2 separate regions of the Xenopus laevis genome follow, and region 2 is linked to region 1. Evidence: chromatin contacts called from public Hi-C data. All regions are on one chromosome and are shown on one strand. The core of a region is the stretch at or near the end of the contact, and the rest is flanking DNA. Distances in the headings are between cores, read along the strand shown. Region 1 holds the start of tgif1.L (homeobox protein AKR). Region 2 has its middle 24 kb from the start of myl12b.L.

The links. A called contact is a pair of places that touch in the nucleus more often than the background predicts.
Region 2: a contact with region 1 is called in a Hi-C map of the XL177 cell line, with 1.8 times the contacts expected there. The contact joins the enhancer-like site here to the promoter of tgif1.L in region 1. A contact is called at or near these places in 2 of 4 Hi-C or Micro-C datasets (the XL177 cell line and the XTC cell line).

The regions. Positions count from the first base shown.
Region 1 is chr6L:113,675,728-113,681,486 of Xenopus_laevis_v10.1, forward strand. It overlaps tgif1.L (homeobox protein AKR), which reads right to left and starts at 3,306. Exons shown (of 3, transcript XM_018267912.2): 1 at 2,765-3,306. The coding sequence starts at 2,780.
Region 2 is chr6L:113,715,855-113,721,613 of Xenopus_laevis_v10.1, forward strand. No RefSeq gene overlaps it. Among protein-coding and RNA genes, the nearest start is that of myl12b.L, 24 kb to the right of the region's middle. Within about 2 kb of position 2,652, at least 4 of the 7 cell types and tissues checked have an H3K27ac peak or open chromatin away from gene starts, as enhancers often do.

The DNA.
Region 1 (5,759 bases), core at 2,056-4,555:
AACTGTGTGATGTGATGTGGCAGATCCAATGTGTGTGACAGCTGCAGAGGCACACAAATGAGGCCTAACAAGATACACCGATTGTACACTGAATAAATGACATTCAGTTGTGCGCTGGGACTGCACAGTAAATCAAGTTCACCATGTCGGCCCCTTACTAACAAGGTTTGGGACAACGTCCATCAGTACTTTGATACATAAATACAGCATGAACTCAACAGCCCTTCAAGGTCTTTGTATTAGGACTAGTGAGTACATTTACATTCTTGCAAAACAGGGATTTTTTTTTTTTCTTTTTACAATAATGGCAAGCGCTACTAACTAATTGGTTATAATAAGATTACTGAATTACAGAGCAACGGTTTGTTTTGAATAAAGTAATGCTTGGCATGTGAAAAAAAAAAAAAGTCAACTGCACATTTGCAATGTAAACAGGGAAAACTGACAGCATTCTTAATTCACTGCTCCTTTGGCCGCCTGCCAAAATGTCAGTGTGTTGTAATAGGGGAAAAACTGCAACATGCTGGCTCTGCAGGCAATATACTTATCCTCCAACGTGCAAGCACTGGGAATCCATGGGACTTTCCATAGCACTGCAGCTGGCAAGTTTCCCCTTTCTTCCAGCTTGTGTCTCGGGCAACAAAACTGACAAGAGTAATAGATGAGATAGAAGAGGAAAGCCGATATGTGCAGGAGATGCTTTAATATAATTTTAACAATCAAAGACAAGCAGCTCTCTTGGAATCCCTCCTACAAAGTGTATTGTATTTTAAAATGTTGACCCTAAAAACATTGCAGAAGTGACAGAGCGTACAGCATTCACTAAAAACAGTAAATGCTATTAAATATGGACATTGAGCAGAACAAAAGATCCCAATGTCCCAAGTGGTGTTGGAGATGGCAGACAGGAGGGGCGGAGTTAGATAGTTTCAGGCATCTGGCAGTTTCAGGCATCTGGCAGCATTTTCTCACTGATCCTGATCTGTCAGCAGCACTGCCCCCTCCCTGTCACCCTGCGCCTCAACTTCCAACGTGCCCCGCTGTCTTGTGCCTGAACAATGCGGAGCACACACAATCCACCTCACATGGCAAGGAACAAAAACATCTTTGCAGCTTGTTTTTGTTTTTTAATAGCTTTGTTCTCAGGAGTGGAATGGGGCAGAGATATGAGCTGCCAAATGCACACACAGGGACCTTAGGTGAAAACAATATTCCAATGAAAAGAAAAAGTTTGAGAGCTCAAGATGAACTGTGGCACAAACACAAAGTTACTCAGACTCAGTGTTACTCGGTGAACTGCTCAAGCAGCAGATTTAGGCAAGAGAAAGAGTATTTCCAGGGACATGGCCTGAGGCTGCTGCCGAGTGCTGTCACTGGCCGTTGCTGTCGGAGCACATGGCGAGGAACAAAAGAAGTGCAACTTGTAGGCAGCAGTTGGTGGCGGAACTTTAGCGAGTTGTGAGTGTGTTGTGAGAAGAGAGTTGTGAGTGTGTGTGTGAGAAAGTTGTGAGTGTGTCTGTGTGAGTTGTGAGTATGAGAGTTGTGAGTGTGTGAGAGAGAGAGTTGTATGAGAGTTGTGTGTGTGAGAGAGAGAGTTGTATGAGAGTTGTGTGTGTGAGAGAGAGAGTTGTATGAGAGTTGTGTGTGTGAGAGAGAGAGTTGTATGAGAGTTGTGTGTGTGAGAGAGAGAGTTGTATGAGAGTTGTGTGTGTGAGAGAGAGAGTTGTATGAGAGTTGTGTGTGTGAGAGAGAGAGTTGTATGAGAGTTGTGCTGCTTACACGGATCTGTCCTTAAAAGTTATGTAGCCCTTCCCCTGGAATGCGAGGCTGCTGCTTCCAAACAAAGACTTTCCCAGACATACACAGACAGACAGACAGACTGCTGCTGGGACTTTTGGGGCTTCGAAGTTTTCTACAGTTTATACGTTAGGCAAATGGGTACACACACACTCCACACACACCCCACACACAGGGGGCACATAACAGCCCTGAGCTGACACACAATGAAAGCTTTGCCCCAGTCCGTACACATGTGCTGCTGCTGCTGCCTCGTGATCTAACTTTCTTTGTTCCACAAGTGCAGCGGCCGCGCGGCTTTACTTTCCCTTTGTTCCGCGCTCTGTCCCTGCTAGAGACTTTCCCCGGACACTGTCTGCGCTCCCTTCACCCCTGTCAGGCGATTCCTATGGCAGACTCGGCCCGTGCCAAACTCTTCATCCCTCCCTGATCAGCAGCGCTTAAATACTCGCTCCAACTTTTCTCCCAGCCAGTCAGCCCTTTCAACTGGCGATACGTTTTACACACAAGACAACATCTGTTTTACAACAAGCAGAAGTGACTGGGGGAGTGTGAGCAGTTAGCCCCGTCCCAACAACACCAGCACCCCCTGTAATGTGACATTGGTTTCCCCCGGCTATGAGCGCAGCACGCTGTGGAACTGTGAGGTAGAGGGACAGCGCACCTGGCGAGCCCACCAGGGTTTCCTTGGAGTGGGAAGGAAGGATTTGTAGGGGGGGTGCCTAGGGGTCCAGGACAATTAGGAGAGTGGAGTGGGGGATAGAGGGGCGCGGGTATCACTACAGACAGGCGGGACACGTTCACACTGACAGCGCCATCCGCATGGGAACACAGAGCAGTAGTGTAGTAGAGTGCAACACGCTCTCGTCTCCATCACATCACCCCCCTAACTCAGAGCTCTTGCGCCGGCTCACTCACCGCTCCACTCGCACTAAAGTTCATCCCAGGCGGCGGCGGCAGCTCTTACCTTTCTTGGCTTTCATTGTAGCACGGGGCCGCCGGAGGATCCCAGCTCAGAGGCAGAGCGTTAAAGAGAGGCGATGCACAAACACACGGGATGCCCTGAATACAATCACTTCAGCTTGTGTGTCTGTTCACTTTAACAACAAGCTCGATCTTTTCACTTTAATCTTCTTCCCCCTCCTCCTCCTCTGGCTCTTGTTCCAATCTGCCCGTCTCCCTTCAACTTTTCTGTCTGGTGCCACAATGAGGCAAGTTAAGGTTAAAGCCAGAGGTAGATGTAACGCTCTCCTCCCTCCCCTTACACTAATGACTAATGGCTTGTAAGAAGCAGCAGCAGCTCGGCTCTCACACCCTCCCCGGGACTGTCAGACACACACACACACAGTGGGAGGAGATATGAGCCTCCTGGATTCCCCCCTTTCTGCTCCCAGACACACTGGGCCTGTGACACTTCATGGGCTGCAGGGGGAGCTTCAGTCGGTGGTGCAGCCGCTTCCTGTTATTTGCTTTCATTCCCAGACAGCCGTTTGATCATTAAACTACACAGGCGGCTCCTGGGTTTTTTTTCTCCCTCTTTAATTCTTTCTCTTTTGACAGCTGCCTCTCTGCTCTGTCTCCTGTTGCTATGGGACGAGCCAACCGATCCCTCCCCTCCCCCCCCTGCCAGCAAAATTCCCTCCAAACTGCTGAGAGACAAAAAAAAGTATGTGAGTTGGGAGGGGGGAATCACAATGAGGTCTGTTTCTCATAATACCCCTTAGAACACAACCTGTGTCTCTTGCCGAACTGCATGTCACAGAATTCCAAGGAGAGCCCCAGGCTGAACATCTATTGTTTCCGCAGAAATCTCAGTAACAAACGAATTCAGCTTTATTTCTGAACTGCAAACTGCCACAAACCCTAAGAGCAGCACTTTTATAGCAGATGTTGCTTTCCCTGAGGTTGACAGTAAAGCTAAAGGAATGTAAGAGCTCATATGGGGGGTGGGGAGGTTCCATATCTAAACCCAGCTGGAGTTACACTCAGGCGACAGCATGTAAACAGTGGGAAAATAAAGCAAGTTCAGTGTGGCAACCCCTGCTGAGTAAAAGATGCTTCCAAGTCACTTTACAGTTACACAATTTACAGTGATCCTAAACCAGTGGCTTGTGAGAAACATGTTGCTCACCAATAGGGTTGCCACCTTTTCTTCAAAAATACCGGCCTTCCTTTATTCTCATGCATTTCCCCTATCAATAACATTGGAATCAAGCTTAATTTTTACTGGCCAGACCGGCAACCAGGTGGCAACCCTACTCACCAATCCCTTGGATGTTGATCTTGGTGGCAGGTCTGGACTGGGAGTCAAAGTAGGCCCTGGCATTCCAAGTACACAGAGGCCCAAATAGTCCTCCACCAGCCCACTAAATAGTGACTGTCTATGGGACCTTACAGCAGCCCCTCTGGCATTTGCCATAACCCAAAGATTGCCAGTCCGAGCCTGCTTGGTGGCCTCTGAGCATGTGCTTATTTTTGAATTCTTGGCTTGGAGGGGGGTTCAGTTTCATAATAACAAGGTGTACTGTCAAATAAAGCTGACAGACCACATAGGGGCTACCAAGTAGCGAATCACAGCACTTATTTTGCACCACCCAGGAACATTTTTCATGCTTGTGTTGCTCCCCAACCTTTTTAACATCTGAATGTTGCTCACAGGTAAAAAAAAAAAAAAGGTTGGGGACCCTGTCTGTTGATGCTCATTTTGGCCACGGGGGGTGTGCTGTTTCATCTGATTCTACGAAAATAAACTCTTATTTCACTCGAGCAGTGGAAATAGTATGGCAGCTCCAACATGTTATACTAGGATATAATGATTCTGATTAGATAAATAAGGGTATATGTGTTCTGTATGAAGCACAGGGTAGAATGTGTAAGCTCTTTAAAACAAGGGGCCTCTTTCCAACTGTGTATTGAAACTCCAAGTACTTATTTATTTATTCTCCCCATGTTAGATATTACTATGTGCCCCTGTATTACTACTGTCCCCCTGTATTACTACTGACCAGAGAACATGCTTGTTGTCATCCGGAAAGCAAATAATGCCTCCTGGAAGCAGTAAGGCAGCTGATGACAAACTGTTAAAGTATCCAGTGAATGGTCCTGGTTATGTTCCCCAAAGGCACAATAAGCTCACTGACTCAGCAGCGCTGGCTACAAGTGAAGCTGCTGCTTGGAGAGCAGTTATTATTGTAGGCGGCAGCAGCTCTGACACTGTCATTTGCAGCGCACATGCTCTGACTCCTGGGCCAGGGAAGCAAATTCATGGCAAATGTTTACGAGACTCAGCTGCTTCCTCCTCTATTGCAGCCACTTGACTTTCTCATCTGAGAATCTTACGAAATAAAGAGGATTTCACAACCAGTAAAGTGTCAGTGTTTTTAGGTTATTGCAGCACAGGGGTCAAGTCTGACCACAGAGAAATGGCATCTGTTACCTGCCCTGTTCTAGGAAATCTAAAGTATTCACGTCATCTGGAAACCTGGAACCTAAACTTAAAGGGGTTGTTCACCTTTAAATTAGCTTTCAGTATGACGTAGAGAGTGATATTTCGAGGCAATTTGCAATTGGTTTTCATTTATTATTTGTGTTTTTTTAGTTATTTCGATTTTTATTCAGCAGCTCTCCAGTTTGCAATTTCAGCAATCTGGTTGCTAAGGCTCAAATTACCCAAGCAACCATGCACTGATTTGAATAAGAAACAAGAATATGAATAGGAGAGGCCATGGATAGGAAGAGTAATAAAAGATAGCAATAACTATACATTTTTAGTCTTACAGTAGTGATCCCCAACCAGTAGCTCATGAGCAACATGTTGCTCACCAAACCCTTGGATGTTGCTCTGGATGTGGCCTCAAAGCAGGTCGCTTCTTTTAATTTCTGGCTTGGATGCAGGTTTTGATTGAATAAATAAGCAACAGATGTACTACTAAACAGAGACTCCTATAGGCTGCCAGTCCACA
Region 2 (5,759 bases), core at 1,402-3,901, 39 kb after region 1:
AGTTGGAGGGAGCATCCCGCTATCAGGCTATACTATCGCTCCGTCGAGTGCTGCAATGGCGTTTGCCCTTACTCTTCCATGTATACTCAGCGCAAACCATGATATCTTCAAATTGGGATAGGGACATCTCCCATAGACTTAAACAGGGCCTCAACAGGTCTGAGATGGAGGATTTTCGGATTCTGGTTTTTTTGCAGCATCAGGGTATAACAAATCTGGCAACATTTGAGATTTGTTTTCCATGAAAGAATTGCGTTTTAGCCCCAAAAAGCCTGATCAGATAAATTCAAGGTTTAGTAAATAACCACCTGAAAGTTGCACATAGTCAAGAAGAGTGTTGACGTGTTCACATTTCCATGAAGATGCCACTGTTTTCTTCCCAGAGCCAAACTGAATGTATTGTAAAACAAAGTTTACTTTTTTCTGTGATCAAAGCAGCCAAAGACATTTTTATGCAGTTAGTTTCCAAACACCAGCACATTTTTGAGTGGAAAAGTGTTTGCACCTGCTCTTCCAAGTGGCTGCAGTTAAAATCTGCTCCGTGTGACATCAGCCATAGTTGGGTTTCAGTCCTAAGAAATTCTGTTTACCTGCACGTGCGTATTTTGGAAAACATCAAATCATTTTTTCACGCATGCTTTTACAAGCCAGCTAGATCTCCAGGCTGTGTTCTTTAGCCTTGAAGCTCTTTTCAAATGGATTACAAGCACGAGACATTCAGAGACGGTGACTCAGCACCTGATGACACCTCCGTTCATTTAGTCAAACAGCAGAACTGGCTGGCCTGTCATCGGATATCAGCTCTGTGTGAACTGTACACAATAGAAAGGAGACTATAGAATTCCAAGGCACTATGGATTCAGTTGAGAAGGATAAGGATGAAAAATACAATGTGTACACTGTCATTATCTGTAGAAATGGTGATTGCCTGCTAAGGGCAGAAACACACAGGAAGATTTGGGGAAATTTAGTCGCCCGGCGACTAAGCGCCTCTTCTTCTGGCGACTAATCTCCCCGAAAAGCTTTCCCGCTGGCTAGAATGAAAATCGCAGGTGGAGCGATTCGTTTTCAGAAGCCATCCTGCCGCCGATTTAGTCGCCCGAAGAAGAGGCGATTAGTTACCAGACGACTACATCCCCTCGAATCTTCCCGTGTGTCTCTGCCCTTAATCCTCTGTGACTCTGGAAGCAAACGCTAGATCTGTGTTAACTAGACAATTACATATTGGCACCTTCCCACCATGCAGGGGCCTTTGTGGAGTCCATTTGTAACTCGCAGCTCAGCTAATTGCTGAGAATAAAGATTGGGGTAACAGTTCATAAAGCAGAGAGGAAATGAGTGCAAGCTACGGATGTTTTCATTCTAATTGAGATGGCTGGAACCGTGGAGCTAGACAGGAAATTATATGTATCGTTCTTAAGTGAGTAATGTTAGGGCAGGGATGGATTGTAAGTATTATTATTAGCCTCTATTCATAAAGCACCAACATGTTTTGCCGTGCTTTATATAGATTATACACCATTCACTGGCATTTACAATAAAGAGTTGTTGAAATCTGTCCGCCACATCCAAGTCAGTGTCATTATTCTCTATGGTCTATTAAAGGAACAGTAACACCCAAAACTGAAAACATATCCAAGTAATTACAATATAAATGGGCACTGCTAAAATGGGTGTGTTTGCTTCATAAAGACTACCATAGTTTATATAAACCAGCTGCTGTGTGGCCTTAGGGGCAGCCATTCACTGAACACATCTAAAAACAAATCCTCTGTAAGGCTACAAATGTATTGTTATTGCTATTTTTTATTACTCACCTTTCTATTCAGGCCCTCTAATATTCATATTCCAGTCTCTTATTCAAATCAATGCATGGTTGCTAGGGTAATCTGGCCCATACTAACTGGATTGCCGAAATCACAAACGAGAGCTAAATAACGCAAAAACCATTGATAATAAAAAATGAAAACCAATTGCAAATTGTCTACTAATATCACTCTCTACATCATACTAAAAGTTAATTTAAAGGTGAACAACCCCTTTTTTGATGTGACCCCTTTACGTCGCATCACTTACAAGATGACACCAATATCATCTTCAAAAAACTATTGAAGTCAATGGGACCTAATTCACGACTGTATTATTTTATAATGCTGATACACTGGGAATGTTGTATATTGATGCAATTTTTTACTCTTTAGTAGCACATCCGACTGACTACTGACTGTTACTACTTACTGTACATGTGGCAGCTCACAACTAGGGTTGCCACCTGGCCGGTATTTTACCGGCGTGGCCGGTAAAAATGATGACTGATCCCAATGTTATTAATAGGGAAAAAAGATAAATTATATAGGAAGGCCGGTATTTTTTTCCAGAAAAGGTGGCAACCCTACTCACAACAGTGCAGCTCATGGGTAAATGGTACAGAAATATAAAGAGGGTGGGGTGTAAAATATAGGCTAAAATTTGACTTAAAACGCAAGGGCTTATTTTAATTGCAGCTTCATGAAGTCATTATCATCCATGGAGTAAATTCTGGAGATTTCTCCTTAGACTGGAGGTAAGAAATCTCCCATGGAGCCTATCCCTGCATTGTACTAGATAACAAAGCACACAATTGCCACTGTGAGTGGAGCCTGAGGGTAAATGGCTCTGGTTTGATTGTATGTACAGGATCTCAGGGCAGGTTCAGGACAGCAGAAAAGACCTCAGCAGCCTGAGTAATCTCAAATTGCTTTTTAATGAATGACTTGTATATTAGCAGCTTTCATCAGACAAAAGGGGAGTCAATGTAGGGCTGTAGGTTCTCTAAAATCCTGATGAGTCACTTTCTGCATTCCATTGTAGGCAGGAGGCAGGGTCTCAGTAATATCCAGGATGAAAGTCATTCAGCATCTACATATCTGCCCTGTCATCAGCACAAAAACGATATAACGTTTATTTACATATGTTTCCTTATGGCTCTGTCCATACGACTGTTGTGTTTTAGCGCAAGGCAGATGTTTATATCATTCTTAGCACTGGCATTATTTCTATTATTTTCTACTTTACTGATATAGTTATCAGAACTAGATATGGCTTCTCTTCTTGTTATTTATATTTCCTGAAATTGACTGCCATTAGCCAGAGACATTACATAAACAGGCAAATGAGCTGAACCGTTTAGTTGCATGAAATGCGTTATCCCATTTTGGTTTCTCCAGTAAGGGTAGTCCTCGACGGACATTTTCAGTGCAATCCGACAAAAATAAGGTAAGAGATAGAGTTGTCACATGGTGTCATAACGTTGATCCGACGTGACACGACTGTCGGATGCAGACGCAGCGTTTTGTCGCAGCGCGTCGGATTGCCGAAAACGTCCGTGGAGGCCTACCCTAATATGTTGTGGACAGAATATTTATATTTTTATGGACGCCACTGGATTCTGATATTTAACAAAAATAATGGCCAGCCAAATGTTTCCTTTAAATAGGAACTAAATGCCATTCAGAACAGTGTAATGGTATGTGAGCCCCAGGGAATGCTAATTTAAAGCAGAGTTCAGAACCTCATTACCTCTTGCCCTCCACCCACCCTTCACATTCCTGTTAATCCTTTGCATAGCTTTCAAGGCTTGCTTCAAGCAAAACATACGTTAGCACTGAATTGTTGCACCGCCAAAATTTAAAGCACTTAATTTCGAAGGCTGTTTACCTGTTTTCCAAAAAAGGCTGTGTATAAATTTAAGCAGAAATCTCATTGGATCCTGTTGCATTTAAACTAGAAATACTAGTCAAATGTATTGATTGATTTGCTTAGGGAGAGGAATCCATGCATCACACAACCTTAGGGAGATGAACAGGCCTGCATTCCATTGACAGTGAGTAGTAGGTATTTAATACACCCTTTACTGAGCTAGTTTAGTCAAAGTCACTGACAGCTGTGGAAAAACATTATAATGCTTTATTTATATAGCAACAGCATATTCACCATGTTTTCAACCCACAATAAAACATTTCCCCACAGAATTACAGCATACTTATATTTGGCTTATTAATTTAGATGCATGCTGCAGACTGAACTGATTTTTGTGCAGCCATGCAGCATGAATGTAATTGAATTGTGTTTTCAAAATGTGGCTGGGGTGAGGTTGCAACCCTGTTTTCACCAGATTTTGCACCAGATGTGGTTGCACTGGGAATGGGCATTGCTTTTCAGTAGGTAGAGAGATAATGTGCAACTTGGCATTGGGGTTACAGAAGTGAAAATTAAGTTCTGGCACAGGGTTATAGAACAAGGCGAGGTTAAGGAGAGTGTAAAGATCGTGCCAGGAAACAAGGGGCTGAAAAGGCACAAAGAGGCGAAGGCTGCAAAGCAAAGAAAGAATGTTGTAGTGAATGTGTAATGTAATAGGCAGCCAGCCAAGGGATTTTCATATGTGAATGACTCCAAGGCCTTTACAAGTATGGAATGACAGCTAATTAAAGGAAATAGAAAAACAGCACTTGAAAACAATGGGAGAAGTTGCTACTACAGACTGGCATTGCTATGGGCAAGCAATCCCTTGTCTATGATCTTGCCCATCAGTTAAACAAACATCATCAAATAACATTGGAATTAAGCACATACTCTGTATCCATGCCTTTTGTGAGCATTGCTTCATCTACTGCTAACTCTGAATGTTGGGAAATGTAGTTCACCCAAGCCTGAGACAGGTAGGTTTGACAAAAATACGTAGCATGGGACCTGTTATCCAGAATGCTCTGGACCTGAGGCTTTCTGGATAACGGATCTTTCCGTAATTTAGATCGACATACTTGAAGTCTGCTATAAATCATTTAAACATTAAATAAACCCAATAGGATTGTTCGGCCTTCAATGAGGATTAATTATGTACAAGGCACTGTTTTATTATTACAGAGAAAAAGGAAATCATTTTTAAAAATTATTATTGGATAAAATGGAGTCTATGGCAGACAGCCTTCCTGTAAGTCAGAGCTTTGTGGATAATGGGTTTCCGGATAAGGGATCCCATACCTGTACATGTTTAGCGTGGCTTTGTGGGCAATATATAAAAAACAGGGTATGAAAAAAGAAATATGGGAGGCCTTTAAAAATGTGAACTGAAGCAAAATATAATTTTTGCTCTAGTTATAAGTAACTATCAATAAGACAGGCCAACAGTAGTGTAGATATACAAAGGTCAGACCCTGGGACACAAGTTAAATTGCAGTGGGGGACTGACAACTACAGACACGACAACTGTATTTTGCCTTGATTTACAGTGGTATTTAACTTTTACATCTAGTAGGCCGATTATTGTCATAGTCCATGTACAAGGGCCGGATAATTTTAAAATGATGTTATACAAAGAAGTATATTGGTCCTTGAGCATGGGGACATAAAAATCTCTTTAAGGGCCACATCAGGTCCTAGGGCCTGTACTTAAGATGGCCATACAGGTGCCGATAAATGCTGCCGACAGACAGAGTCAGCAGCTTATTAGAGCCCTCCAACGGGCTTCCCCGATCGATATCTGGCCGAAAGTCGGCCAAATGTCGATCGGGCAGGGCTAAAAATCCCGTCGGTCTGTGCGTACGGCCCCGCGATCCGAACGCCCATATTGGCTACATTATGAGCCGATCGTTGGGCCCTAGGGCTCACAATTGGGTCAGCCCTATATCGCCCACCTCAATGTGGGCATATCAGAGAGAGATCCACTCAAATGAGCGGATCTCTGCATGTATGGCCACCATTACACAGCCCTGTTTTAGAAT